Linked DNA regions of Sus scrofa: region 1 is linked to region 2. A link is a contact called in public Hi-C data. All regions are on one chromosome and are shown on one strand. The core of a region is the stretch at or near the end of the contact, and the rest is flanking DNA. Distances in the headings are between cores, read along the strand shown.

Region 1 (7,106 bases), core at 2,035-4,534, 330 kb before region 2:
TCAGGCCCGGAAAGCGAGGCAGGGGTTGGGGGGCCCCCGAGGGAGCTCCAGCTCCGGGGCGGCGGGGCCTGGCCTCGGCCCTCACACCCGAGGAGCAAGCCAGCAGGTGCCCCTGGCCTCAGCCCCCGCCCCACGGAGCCACGTCCACGGGACCCGGCAAGGGGCGGGGGTCCTCCAGCCAAAACCTGACGAAGAACCGCGGTTGTTCCACGAGATGATCTGGACCGACTTTGTGGCCCGGAAAAACAACGACAGCAACGAAAGCCAACTGGAGCTCGTCAGCTCGCAGGAGCCTCGCCAGAAACCACGTCGAGCGGCAGGCGGGCCTGAGCGGGGCTCCCGACGCGGCATGAACCCAGAAGTCTTACCAGAGGCTCTAGGAGGCTTTGGGGGAACTGAACTCGGCTTTCTCTGAGTCTCCCCTGCAGCCCCGCCCACGAGTGTCCTGCAACCCGGCCCCTCCTCACACTGGTAGGTTTTGTCACTGCTGGGCATCGACTCTCTCGCTCTGACACGTTAGCCACGTGGAGACCACCCGTTGCCGCGCGGCTCCTCGGGAGACACTGCTTCTGCTGGAGACGCCCCCTCTGCACGCCCCGCGCCCCCCGCCCCAGGCCCTTGGGTGGTTTGGGGCGGGGGAGGGCTGGAGGCAGAAGACAGTCACCACTGGAGTGAGAGCAAAAAGCATTCATAAAAACAACAACAACACACAGAACAACAACACACTCCTGATACGTACTTAAATGATCAACCTAATAATAAATAGAAGAGGATAGAATTTCTTTTTTTTTTTTTTCCCCTCAAGGAAACATCCTTTTATAATTACCCTCTCGCACGCTGGCGGGTCAGTAGCAGTCAATCCATCTCAACGAGGAACGCTAAGGGCTGGAAGGGGATGGCGGTGGTCTTGCCCTCGGGAGGGTTCTCAGCGGCTGGGTCGCAGACTGCCCCTCCCTGCCCACCTGCCACCCAGCCAGCAGTTCTGGGGGGCGCCCGTGGGCCCTACACACGGAGCCTGGGGGTCAGCAAGAGGCAGGCTGAGATGCGTGGCGGCGGCGGCGGCGGTGGCGACGGTGGCGGCGGGCGGGGGTGGGGGGGAGGCGGTGGAGGGAGGCCTGTTTTCCCATCAGTTCGTGAACAAACGGAACTACAGTGAACAAACTCATTCTACGCATCCACAACCTGAATCGTCCTGGTCTAAAGCTTACTTTGAGTTCATTTGGTGTGCAATACATTATCTCTTAAAAAGAAGGAAAATGATTTCTATTGCACAGAGCTTTTACACATAATCCTCTATTTAAGTGCTTTCTGTTTAAAGCAAACTACGAACAAAGGAAAAAAGAAGCGGGGGGGGGGGGGCGGGAGGAGAAAAAATGAAAAAGGAGAAGAAAGGAAGCATAAAACAAAAGCAGCCCCGTGCCACTTCAATGCATCTTGCTGACTGGCGTCTGGTTTCACCAGCGGAAGCCCCAATGCTTCTGTACACACTGTGCTTCTGATTATTTTCCATAGGGATGTAGCCGTGACATTGGGATATAAGGCACCTTTCCTTTCTGATCACAGAAAGCTTGATACATAGCATATAGCACATTTTGTGGTAGAAATTAAAGCCTAAACACTACAGAAATTACAGTCACGCAGCCTATGCATTTTAACATTATTGGATAAACTAAAATGATCCAGGAAAAGCAACTCAAAGGTATTTTAAACGTTTAATAACGGGGATGGGGAAGTGGACATTTATGCCTAGCCTAATGTCTTTAAAAAAATTTTTTTTTAAGTTTAAAATTTTTTTTTTTTTTTTATAGGTTCTTCACCTGCCATGCCCAACTTTTAAAGTTAGCATTCTGGAGGAGACTAGGCGCTTTGGAAATGTCTTGTTAAAGCTAAATGTCACTTCATCCAAAAATGAAAACAGGGAGGAGGCCACTGTCAGTGCGTACGTCTCTTTGGAGGGGAGGTGGGGATGGAGGCGGGTGGTCGGGCCTGGGCCGGTGGGGGCAGGTCCGGCCAGGGGACCCACAGGGAGGTGGGCGGAAATCCTATTTCCTTCTCCCTGACCAGGGGTGAGGTCCCCGGGCTGCCGGGGCTGCCAGAGTAGGGCAGACTCTGGGGCAGGGCTCATTTCATGCTCGGCCCGCCGCGCCCCGCACCCCTCCTCTGCCACCTCCAGCCTCCGTGCAACCCGAGTGCTCTGGCCTCGGCGCTCAGTACATCTCTCAAGAGTCTCGCAGGCTGGACCTTCTCAGCACTCTAACTGGGAACTTGCTTTCCCTTCTTGTCCCGGTAGTTTTCATCTACGAAAAGGCAGAAACGGACGGGCATGGTAGTGGGAGAGGGGCCCATCCCCTTAGCAAGCAGGTATGCTGGCCAGGCCGACAGTCAGCGCACTGGGGACTAGACATACATCACGTCGGGATCCCAGGCCAGCTCTTACTGCTTGCGACAGGAGCTGGACTGGGTTCAAGAAGGCTCCCCGCGCGCCATCAAGGCCCAAGCGGCACGATTTCCACACGCGGGGTCCTTCCCGATTCCTCTCATTTGGACACCAGCGTGGGTGGCCCCACATCCACCCAGCAGCCCCGGGAGCTGCTCTTCTTCGGCTCGGTGTGGAAAGCGGCCTATATAGTTTTAGGGAGAAAGGGTCACGTGACCAAAGACCATACATGTGGGCTGGAGAAGGCCGGATCCTCTCCTGTCCCTGGGATGCTTCTCACAGAAGGGCTGAAATGACAACGTCCCAGGGCCAGAGATGACAGAGTCCCCCCCGTGCCGGGAAGGAATCCCAGGGAAGTGTCCTCAGAGGGCCGCCGAGGGGCAGCCCAGGGCAGGGAGAGGGCTGTGACGGACCGAAACAGCTGGACAGGAATGGCCAGAGGGCACAGGCAGGCCCAAGGCGAGACGCTCCGAGGCGCGAGGCCGCGCCTGCCTGCAAAGGAAACAGCTGTGAGAGTTTCAGGAACAGGTGGAAGCCAAGAGAAAAGTCCGTGGGCCTCGCGGGGCACAGCTGTGTCACAAAAAAGGGAAGCCACCTGCCCACCAGGCCAAGAGATGCTCACAGACACCAGGCTTCTAGATTTTTCGCTTCCCCAATCTCACTTGCCTGACAGCTCTGGGGGGCGAGGGGTAAGGTCTCGCGGGAGCATGCTCAGTGAGGTAGAAGGGGACAGATGAGGATGACACCCGGGGGGGAGCCGAACGCCCAGCCTGAAGGGGTGCGGCTACCAGCCCACCACGCTCGCCACGCATGCACGCCGGGACCTCGCCTGCTCCGTCTCCCGCCAGCTGGCTCGCTGGCCTCAGAGGGCAGCGGCTTGCGCCGGCTAAGGGCAGAGTCTTGTTTTTAGAGCCAGTCCAGAGGTGCCTGCCAAAGTGCATTTAAGGTGAAGGCTGTTGTCCCCCAGCTCAAGACCTACAGCCCCTGTCACTGTCTCACTTTGTGCTAATCCCAGAAGGACATGTGTTCTGTTCCCCTGGCTCCTCTGCTGTTTGCAGGGAGGTCTGTTCTACAGTCAGAGGAATGAAAAACATTGCATAGAAAGTCAATAGAGTTCGCTGATCACCCCTGCGTGAAAGGAGGTGAGTTCAGGGGGGACAGAGACGTCTGGTCCCACGTGAGCCAGGAAGGTACCTGCCTGCAGATGGGACCGTCTGGGGACTCTCAGCTCAATCTCTTAGGACAGGACTGCTGGGTGACCTTAGGGTAGTCAGATGCCAGAGCGTGCGTAAAACCTGTCCTGCGCTTGGCCTGCTCCGGGCTGCAGGGCTGGTGTGGCCCCGGGTGGGGGAGGCCTTTGGGTGTTTCCTTCCTCCTGGGGCTGCTGGCTGGGCCTGGGAGGGTCTCTCACTGCTGGCGGCAGGGGGCACAGAGGAACATGTCCCCCAAAGCCCTGCTGTACTCTGGATCTGGACCACCGACCAGCATGTCTGGCTTTTCAATGGGGGAGAAAAACGAAGCTGCGCACAGGAGGGCGATGAGCAGGGAGGCACCTGTGCGTTGGAAGTGTAGGGAAACGGTTCGAGAGAGGTCATGGCTGGTTAGCCTGCGGCCTCAGTCACTTTCCCAGACTTGGTGGCCCTGGCCTGAGAGCAGTCACACGAGTCAAGATCCTGCCATTTCCTGGAGCTTCCTTCCAAATCTGCCGACCCTGAGCCACCGTGTCTCGTGATGTGCTTCAGCGGGGTGGGCTCGGCGAAACACCGAGCGGAGCTACAGGGCTGTGATAATCCTTGCTAAACAAGGGCGCGCTGGTAGGCAGACATCACAGACATCTCGACCCAGAAGTTCAAGGGGAGAGGTCCTCTGGGAGCCAGGTGGCACGAGTGAGCGGGCGCGGGTCTAGGACAGAACCCACACCCCTTCCATCTGAGACGCCCCGTGGGGACGTGAGCAGGAGCCAAGGGTCAAGAGGCTGAAGGCGGACACTCGCTGCACGCTGAACCTCCACTGAGCCGGCTAAGCAATGGCAAAAACCTGAAGTTAGGAACACTGCCTCCAATTAACCAAAAGAAGCCATTTAAGATGGTTATAATGGAGCTTGTAATTAAGTGTTAGTGTTTTCTACGGAACCGTTTTCCCCAGGGGAGAGGTACAAATCAGCTTTTTAAACTGGTGGAGCGTAAAGAGGAAGGGGGCAGCTGCCTGTGGGAGCTACTGCTTGGAACGCCAGCCAGCTGAAGGTAAACCCCGCGGAGAGGACGCTGTTCAAGGCACTTGAATATTGCTTATCAAGATGAAAGATCAACCCTTGGACTCAAGCTGAGGGGCACAAAGAGGAGGGGCCCGCTCCCCCCTCCAGGTTCCTGTTAGTTAGTGGCAGCTCTTCAGAGTATGACAGATAGCGATAGATAGCTTAACACAAGAGATCATAGGGTTGGGATCGCCATTAAAAAAAAAAAATAAATAGAGAAAAAATACGAACATGGAACTGCAAGCAAACTTGAACCAACTGATTGTATCGAGCACCCAGATGTTACGTCTGGCCACAGAGATAGAATGGAAATCAACAGTACCCTAGTTAAAGAAACCGAAACCAACAAAAATGACGAAACTGCCTGGAAGAGCCAAGGCGGCTGTTTTAGACGTTACTATTTGGCCACTAGGATGGACAGATTTAGACTTTTTCAATTTCCTCCGATTTAACACCTTAGTAAATAACAGTCATGCCTTTCAAACGAAAACGCTACCCTAGTCTGCCCTGCTAGCGCCCTGCTTTGCGTCTAATGAAAGCCAGGTATTTGGAGATTCATCACACGCGATGACCACACATTCCTCCTCGAGGTTCTCGTGGAGAGGACACCACAGTCCTGCCAGGGGCTCTGCTACTCACTGTCCTGAGGGGCACAAATGCCAACTCTGCTCAGTGCACCTGAATTCAGCCAGATGTGAATCCGGTTTCCCCTTAAGCTCCTCCGTTTTGAATTCTCTGCTCACTGAACCAGATTTCAAGTTCAGAGGTGATATGCAACCATCAAAAGACAAACGGCCTGCCTCCCAGCCTCCTAGAGCCTTCTGAAAACTTCTCATTCATGAAAAGGCATTGTCTTTAGTGTAGTGACTCTTAAGTTTGTGAAAACTTGAACTAAGTGCTGCAGTCGCAGGTTAAAAAGACTGTAAATGAAATACATAATTTCTAAAACATCATGCAAGAAATGTGGTTTCACATCTTACAAAGTCCTACAAGTTAATTAATACAAGCACACTGAGGTGTAATAGCGGGAGCATACCTTTAAAATTAGAACTCCCTCCCACCCCCCCAAATCAAAAAAAAGGTAATATTAATTAAACTTAAGAAATAATGAATGCACCATTAAAATGTCATCCAAAGATGTTGACCTAAGACAAAGGTTTCAATGATACACAATACGGTCAAAAAGTTTTCAATCAGTAATATACAGTATGACAACTACATCTTGTAAATTATACCCAATACTGCCGGCAGTCTATCCCTCTAAAGAATATTTGCCCCTTTCATCCCTTCCTAACAATCAGATAATAAAATACAGCACCTATAAATAAGCAAAAAAAAATATATATATATACCGAAATCATCTATTGTTAGTTTAAAGATATGGCAATAAAGGAGTCTAAATTAGCAAACTTGTAGAAGCCATAACTGATAAAACAGCTTATTGAAAAAAGGTGGCAGTAATGCACTCTATGTGTGCACAGGTACTTAAGAAAATACACAGACGTATAAAATTGCACACACGCACACACGCACACTCTCATCCACCTCTGTTCTCACGCATATACACATAGACGACAGGAGGAATCAGAGACAAGTTAGACTTTTGATTTGTACTTCGACTGCCCTAAACTGTGCAGAAAAGAACGTTCCAAGAGGCGAAATGGATGGAGGGCCAATGGTCTAGTCTGGAAGGGAAGAGCATCGACGTTTTGGTGTGAGTTTGGGCATCTCTACGGGGGTGGGAGCCGAGCCCAGACTGCCACGTTCTCTCTTCTGCAGGGAAGGAAGGAGGCTTCCCACGACGTCAACAGTCATCAGTGCTTGTGGTGGGAAGAAAGGGAGAGAGAGAGAGAGGGAGAGGGAGAGAGAGAGAGAGAGTGCTCGTGAGCCCTGCCCAGGCCCAGGGAGTGGCGTCCCCTGGTGGGGCTCAGTCCATCAGGCGCCCGGGAGAGTGGTGTGAGGTGTGGTGCCTTCTGTGTCACGGAAAGACTGCTGCCTACGAGGGGCGAGGGGCGGGCCCCAGAAATGCCTGCGGCGACCTTCGCGGCCTACTCTTTCCTCCTTCCTTTCAACGCTCGCACGTGTGCAGACACACTAACACAGACGTAAGACACCATAAATTAAACAAAATGAACGGGTACATGCTACAGTTCTAACTTGTCTCCTACACCTCCGAGATATGAGGTCTGATCAGCGTGCTCTGCGGTTAGAGGTTAAAAAGCAGATTATAAAATACCTAGATTCGGATCTTTCCTTTTTGTCCTGATTTGGCCTAGAATGGAGTGTATTAAACAAACCCTGGTCAGCAAAAGCCCAGAGTCAGTTAAAGCTATGGATCAATGTGCACTACATGTCAGGAGTCTATTCACGTACAAGAAAACACTACGTCAGCTACCACAAAATCAGATATTTTCC
Region 2 (6,733 bases), core at 3,919-6,418:
AGAAGTGTCTCTGTGCTTTGCTATAATAAGATTCAAACACAGGAGTCCAAGAATTCCACCTGTTTCCAATTAGATACCAGAATTGCTGGAGTGTTTAAACTACATTCACTTGCTACTTATACAAAACAATTCTTCCGGGTTTTTTGAACATTTTAAGTATGTTAAAATAAGATTAAGGGTCTGGTTTAAACAATCAGAGGCAGGGGAATTTTAGCTAAAACCAAAACTATCTCTCTGCAGCCATAATGCAGAGCTTCAGACAAAACAAAAGAATGAAATACACAAATGTCTATCTTTGACAATTACTTGCAAAAATCAGACCTTTCACAGGGAAAGCTACTTCACATACGTGTGTATATACATGTATCATGTTTTACATATTTAATACACTTAAGTAATTGAAACTAGGTGTTTAAGTAATTTATAAAATCACATGGGATCCTATATATTTAACATGATGGTAACTTTGAGTCAGCGTTTGTGTTACAGTCCATCAGATACACCTGTCTTTTAAATCTGTGACACTTCCATGAGGCCAAACGTGTCAACAGCAAAAGGCGAGGAGCGGTAGGAATCTGGCCTAGCTCTGGAAGCTTTTTCACAGGATGAATTTCTCTTTTTTAAAAGGCACTACTTCTTCCTCTAACAAATGTGTCCTTCCCTCATTTCGCTTGTTGGTGTTCCTTGTGCTTTTTTATAAAAGAGCTGAAACACATGTGGATTTTCTACCTGAAGCCTTGTTTTCTGTCCTAGGACACAGAACGTGAGCACGGCCTCGGGAATTTAGATTGCTCACGGCTCCAGGTAGACCTGGAGCTGCATGGGGGTGGGGGGGTTTCTAAAGTACAGCCCCGCATAAACCCTGGTGAGTTTGTTTTAATTGCATACAACATGGCAGAGGGTTGTTCCAACAGGTACTAAAGGTCAGCAGACAGCATTTTTAAGGTTAGCTCAGTGGATCAGGGGACGGGAATTCCTGAGGGGGCTGGCCGTCTGTCCAGAGCCAGGCCTCTCAGGTAGCTAACTAACTACTGGCAGGAGATGGGCAAAAAAGTGGCGAAGCAGAGGGGGGCCTCTACAGACCCAACTGGGCCAGGAGGTGCTGCATACATAGCTCAATCCCTTCACTGACTTAACACCTTTTTTAAAAAAGCAAACCAAACAAACCCAAAACCCTACACAGTTTCCTACAAAAAAAAAAAAAAAGAAGAAGAAAAAGAAAAACTCTAATCACATGACAATGACCTCCTCGCCGCACCCTGGCTCAAAGACACTGATACTAAGAGAACCAAGAAAACAAAGACCGCAGCAGCCCTGTGGAACCCCTCCGTTTTTTACTATTTTATCAAGGCTCCTAGAAGAGATACATGTCTTAATCAAAATAATATACTTTGTACAGGAACCAGTCCTGGACGGCTGGTAACATACCCTGGTCTGTAACAGGAGAATCCAAAACAAAAGCAACTAGAAAATGGACTTGGAGCAAAAACGAAGTTGTTTTCTTACTTTGAAAAAGAGGACAATGTTTAAAGATTACTTCTGCAGGGGAGCACCAGTCATCACTTGGGGCATCATGCCCCAGAGGGAAGCTGAGCCCTGGCAAAAAGCCACCCTAACATACAGAGTTACAGGAGCTGGTTTTAGAAAGTGCCCTCTTTCCAAATGTGTGTTTAAAAGGCAAATTTATACAATGGTGTTTTTCTTATTTAAAAAAAAAAAAAAAAAAAAAAAAAAAGCCTGGGTTTTTACAAGTCTGGGATAGGATAAAAACTTGTCCAACTAGTCTTAGCAAGGCCAGAGCAATGAAGCTCCCATGCCACAATACTTTGGGACTAAAAAGGAAACAAAATAGAGCTCAATCTTCAGAAACTCTCTTCCTGGGCACTCACTCCACGTCCCAAGACAGCTTCAAGCCTGACTGAGCAGAGGGACAGGAGTTCAGCTCCCAGAGGGTGGGGGGCACAAGCGCCTCATCTCACCTGAACCCGCCCAGACCCAGCCTCTGGACCCTCAGGGGGCAATGCTACGGCCCACCCTGGGCTCTGCAGGCAACCCGATCTCAGCGTAAGGGGCTGGGCAGAGAGGAGAAGAGTCAGAAACGAATGACTTCTCTCTTCTCAAACTGCAGTCCCATTGGCTCGCTTACTATCTGTGGGACCAGAGATGACGATAAACTAGGTATCAGCTCAAAAGGCCTCTTCAGGGCCCAGAGAAAGAAGCAGTTTAGCCTTCTGGAACTTTGGCATTCCACAGTCAACGGGAGGTTTTCAAAACTGCAATGAAGCGGCAATAGGAAACCATCTAAAGGACAAATCGTTACCTACCATCAAAAGCTAATCGCTGCTCAGGAAAGAGAACCATGTTCAGAAAAGCGATTTTTGCAACTCCAGATCAACCTCTCAAAGTTCACTCACATGAACTAACAGGGAATCTTTCAATGGAAACCTAAAGCTACATCCTTCAATGTCCTCAAGCTACCCTGAAGACTAATCACTAAGGGGGGGGGGGGGGCGGGTCGGGGGTGTCAAAGAGTTCATAAAATCTAATAACTCCCCAGAAACCAAACCCTGTTCCCAGGCAGTTTTGCCAAGATGCTTAAAAAAGAAACCGCTTTGGTGTTAAGCTACAATGTCACATTTAGGAAAACAAGAGAAAAAAAAAAATTAAGGTTTGTCTCTCAAAACTCCACAACGGGTTTTGCAGTAAGCACAGGAATTAAATTATGGTAAAAGGGAGCTATTTTTACTAAAACAGGGTAGACCAATTTATCAAAAATGCCATTCGGCTGTGTTCATTACATTCAGGAATCTAATTTACACAATAGACACTTTGGAGTAATCTATTTTAGTCAATAAACACTCAAACTCCTTTAAGTTTTAATCTTATCGGAAATACATATTTCACATAGTCTTCTTCCTAGTTAAGCGAAAAACTCGAAGAAATTTCATAACGACTATGAGTCTGCTTTATTGCTCTTACGTAGGCAAGAGCAGAAAACAAGCATATACAATTAAAGTTGTCAGCCTCCGTTTATATACGTTTTAATCCAACCCGCTTCATTTCATACAAGCCCGCATCTGGAGTTCATTTGCTTCGCTCCTCAAAGTACTGTAGGCCACTATCACCAGTCCCCTGGCTGGGAAAGTTCGCCCAAGGGTGCCTTCAAGCACACCTTAGAGTTGGGAGCAAGAGCCGTCCCTGGGGGTCGCTGAGGGCCCCTTCTGGGGCGCCAGGCCGCCCTGGGCCCTTGGAAACCACAGACATCCCCCCCACGCCCACCCCCACCCCCCACGGCCAGCGCTCCCGGAGCTTCTGGCCCACACGCCGCTCACCTTCAACTCGGCTTCGACTACGCACAACATCCACCTGGCAGAGTCCCGGGGCTGTCCAGGCGCCGCGAGCGCGGAGCTGGCAGGTCCCGGGCGGACCCCGAGGGCGCGCCGTTCCTCTGGATGAGGAATGGCAGGCAGGAACGCGCCCCCTGGGCACCGCAGCGGCTCGGGCGCCGGATGGGGAGCACCAGCATGAGCCCCCCTCGGCGCCCGGGGCTCGGCGCTCGGACCACAGCCCCGCACGCCACAGTCCAGCGGGGCCCCCGGGGCCCCCGGGGCTTTGCTTTCACGAGCCGGATCGGAGTAGGCATTTCGGAGTGGACCTGCCGCGCGCTCCATCGCGCCCGCGGACCCTACTGGGAGGGCAGGGCCCCGGAGGAGACGATCGGAGAGACGGGGGTGGGTCACTGGGGGCCGCGGGAGCCCCCGGGCGCGAGGCGAGGACCACCCGGAGAGGCGGCGGGGAGCAAGCGCCCCCGGCCCAGATAGACTGCGCGCCGGGGCGCAGAGCCGGGCCTCCACTCGGGGAAAGTTGTAGCCCTCCTCTGGCACACGCACCCCCGCCCGCGGGGCGCCCCGACCCCCAGGATCCACGCGCGGGGCGCCGGCCGCCCCCCGCAAGTTTCCCCAAAGCACCCCTACCCGGGCACCCGGCCCCGGAGGGCCGGTCCGCGCCGCTCCTGCAGGCACACAAAAGATAGGGGCTGCTGCGGGGTCTGCGGGTGGCCCCGGGGCGCCCGCCCGGACGTAAACAAACCCCGGGCTCCGCGCTGGGAGCCCCACGCCGCACGCGGGAGCGGCGGCGCAGTCCCGGCCGGCTGACAGCCGGGGGCGGCGGCCCGGGCCCGGGCCGGCCGGGGCCGGGGAGCGCGGACGCCCGCCCGCCCGGCCACCCGCCCGCCTGGCCGGAGCCGGGCCGCGCCGCCGCCGCCGCCGCCGCCGGTGGCCGCTCTGACCCTCCCCCGAGCCGGCGGCACCACAGCGCCACCAGCCCCAGCTCCGCCGCGCCGGCGGCAGTGGCGGCGGCGGCTCCTCCTGGAGAGGCAGGCGCTTCACCCCCACAGCAACTCCCCACAAACTTTCCCGGGGAATACGGCGGGCCGGGGGCGCGGGGCGCGCGGCCGGGCGCCGCCGCCGGGCCGCAGCCCCCTCCCGGCGCAGCGCCCGCCGCCGCCGCCGCCCGCCGCAGCCCGCTCCCCGCTCGCGCGCGCACCCCGCGGGCCGCCGGGGCCGCCCCCTCCCCGGTCCCGCGGCGGCGGCGGCGGCGGTGGCGGCGGCGGCGCAGGGCCGGGGGGGCGCCCGGGGTGGGGGCCGACACCGGGGGCAGCGGTGGCGGCGGCGGCTCCCGGCGCCATCTTGGGCTGATCGATGAATTGAACAAAGAGGATCAATTTCCGATCAAGCGAGTTATCAATGGGGGCCGGGGAGCGAGAGGGACTTGTCCCCGACTCGGCCCCGCTTTCCCCGGCACCCCCCTCCTCCCCGCCGCCGCGGCCCCCCGGCGGCCGGGCAGCCCGGGGCCCCGGGGGAGGCCGCGACCGCCCGCAGCCCCCACCCCCGGGCGAGAGGCCGAGCGAGGAGAAGCCTGACCTGCAGCTGCTGTAAATCAAAGCGCTTCCAATATTGAAACATCGATCCCACATTGGCCGCCATCTTGAGACATATTGAGACGGAGTGAGAGGCTGATAGAGAGGGGGCTGGAGTTCAGGAGCCGCCAGGAGGCAGCAGGCGGGCGGCGCCAAAACCCGGCCTGGAGCCGGCCGCCGCCGCCGCCACGGAGGACGCGGACTCCTCCTCACGGCGCCGCCGCAGCCATGGCGAGCCCGAGCCGGAGCCGGAGTCGGAGCCCGAGGGCGCGGCGGCCGCCGCCGGGCCTCCCGCGCGCGGCCCCTGCCCGCTCCCGCCGGCGCCCGCCGCCAGGCCCGCGACCCCCGCCCCTCCGAGCCCCCCGGCCCGCGCGGGCGGCGGCTGCCGGCCCGGCCCCGAGGGGGCGCTGGAGGGCGGCGGGAGGGGCGCCCCGGGCCCCCGCGGGAGGCCCCGGGCCCGGCTCACCTGGGGCGGTTTTCGGGCGCCCGGGGGTCGCGGTCGCCGGCGGCCCTCGGCTGGGAGCGGGCGGCCGTTGGCTGCGGGCGCCGGCGCCGCGCCGCTTTCGCCCGCTCTTCCGCGGGGCACGGAGCGCGCGGAGCCGCCGCGACCACCTGCCCGAGCCCAGACCCCGCACAGACCCGGCCCACCGCTGCGGCGCGGGTGCGAGGCGCGCTGGCCGGCCGCTGCCGCCCACCCTCTCCCCGAGCCCCAGCCGGACTCAGAGACCGAGCCAGCCTGGAACGGCCTTTCATGTTGGGGGCACTGGAGCCGGGGGAACGCAGCCCTGACCCCCGTGTCGCTGCACACGTTAATTTTCCGCACAGTGGCCGCGCGGTCCCCGCGCCGCGCCGCACCGCACCCCCGGCGGCCAGGGGGTCTGAATGGCCCCTATCTGCTCGATTTGCGCCAGCTTAGGACAGGACAGGAAAAGTCCTGGAGCCCAGTTCTGTATCCCCCCCGCACCGCTTCAGCGGAACAGCCCTAGAAACTTCCTGTAGTTCACACACAGCGATTTGGGTGCCCAACTTGGAAAGTGTGGGTACGCTTATAACAAAAAGCACGGTCCCTAGTTTGCAGAAATACTAAAATACAAACCCCAAAGTCAATTCTCTTTTGAGATCTTTCTTCGCAGAAACCTGGCAAAAAGCACACACTTTATGATCTCATTTTTAATTGATTATACACACGTGTGAGTTTGAGTTTGCAGTAGGAATAGCGTACTTTTATCCTCCCGAACTTCATTTACCGTGTAATTAGTTAAAACAAATCCCCAAATTCCTTAATCTTAAAAATTATATGTCAATAAAAGCTGTATGGAATACAAAATAAAACATGTTCGTGGGGGTATACAATTGCTTTTCAACTGAGTTGGAGGATTTAACGCCGATCGTTGTAAATTCAGCATTTCTGACTGAAGGGACTAGAAATGAAAGTCCCGAAGAATTGGAGAACACATGTGCCCCTAGGTCTCACACTGGCGACCAGGCGCTTCGGTTTCGACAACGCTCGCCTCCCTAGGTCCGAAGGGGTGGGGGTGTTCCCTGGGCGTCCCGGCGGCAGCCGGGACCCGCAGCAGGGGCAGGAAGCAGGTGGGTGGGAGCGCGCGGGCGCCGGGAGCCTTGGTCCCAGAAGCAGTGACACGGCGCCAGGAAGGGCACTCCCGACCCAGGGACGCTGAAGGCGGCCTCGGTGTGGGGCGCCCGAGCCCGCGCGCGCCGTCGGCCGGCGGCCGCGCTGCAGCTCGGACCGCTGCGCCCGGTAGAGGGCAGCGGAGCCCCGACACTCGCGTCCTCGGGCCCCTGCGCACGTGCCCA

What was found. Hi-C and Micro-C count contacts between places; a contact is called where the count stands out from the background.
Region 1: a Hi-C map of skeletal muscle shows a contact between it and region 2, with 3 times the contacts expected there. The contact joins the enhancer-like site here to the promoter of CUX1 in region 2. A contact is called at or near these places in 5 of 5 promoter capture datasets (fetal liver, fetal skeletal muscle, liver and 1 more), 6 of 47 Hi-C or Micro-C datasets (brain, epiblast stem cells, retroperitoneal adipose tissue and 2 more) and 2 of 2 datasets of contacts at active chromatin or transcription factors (alveolar macrophages and skeletal muscle).

What each region holds. Positions count from the first base shown.
Region 1 is chr3:9,645,184-9,652,289 of Sscrofa11.1, reverse strand. All of the region lies in intron 14 of CUX1 (protein CASP), which reads right to left. It overlaps LOC110259891 (a long non-coding RNA gene), which reads left to right. Exons shown (of 2, transcript XR_002342310.1): 2 at 1-4,951. Among named protein-coding and RNA genes, the nearest start is that of SH2B2, 22 kb to the left of the region's middle. Within about 2 kb of position 3,284, at least 5 of the 83 cell types and tissues checked have an H3K27ac peak or open chromatin away from gene starts, as enhancers often do. A contact at or near this core is called in skeletal muscle, where this site is marked.
Region 2 is chr3:9,315,580-9,322,312 of Sscrofa11.1, reverse strand. CUX1 (protein CASP) reads right to left here and starts at 5,168. Exons shown (of 23, transcript XM_021086269.1): 1 at 4,923-5,168. The coding sequence starts at 4,985.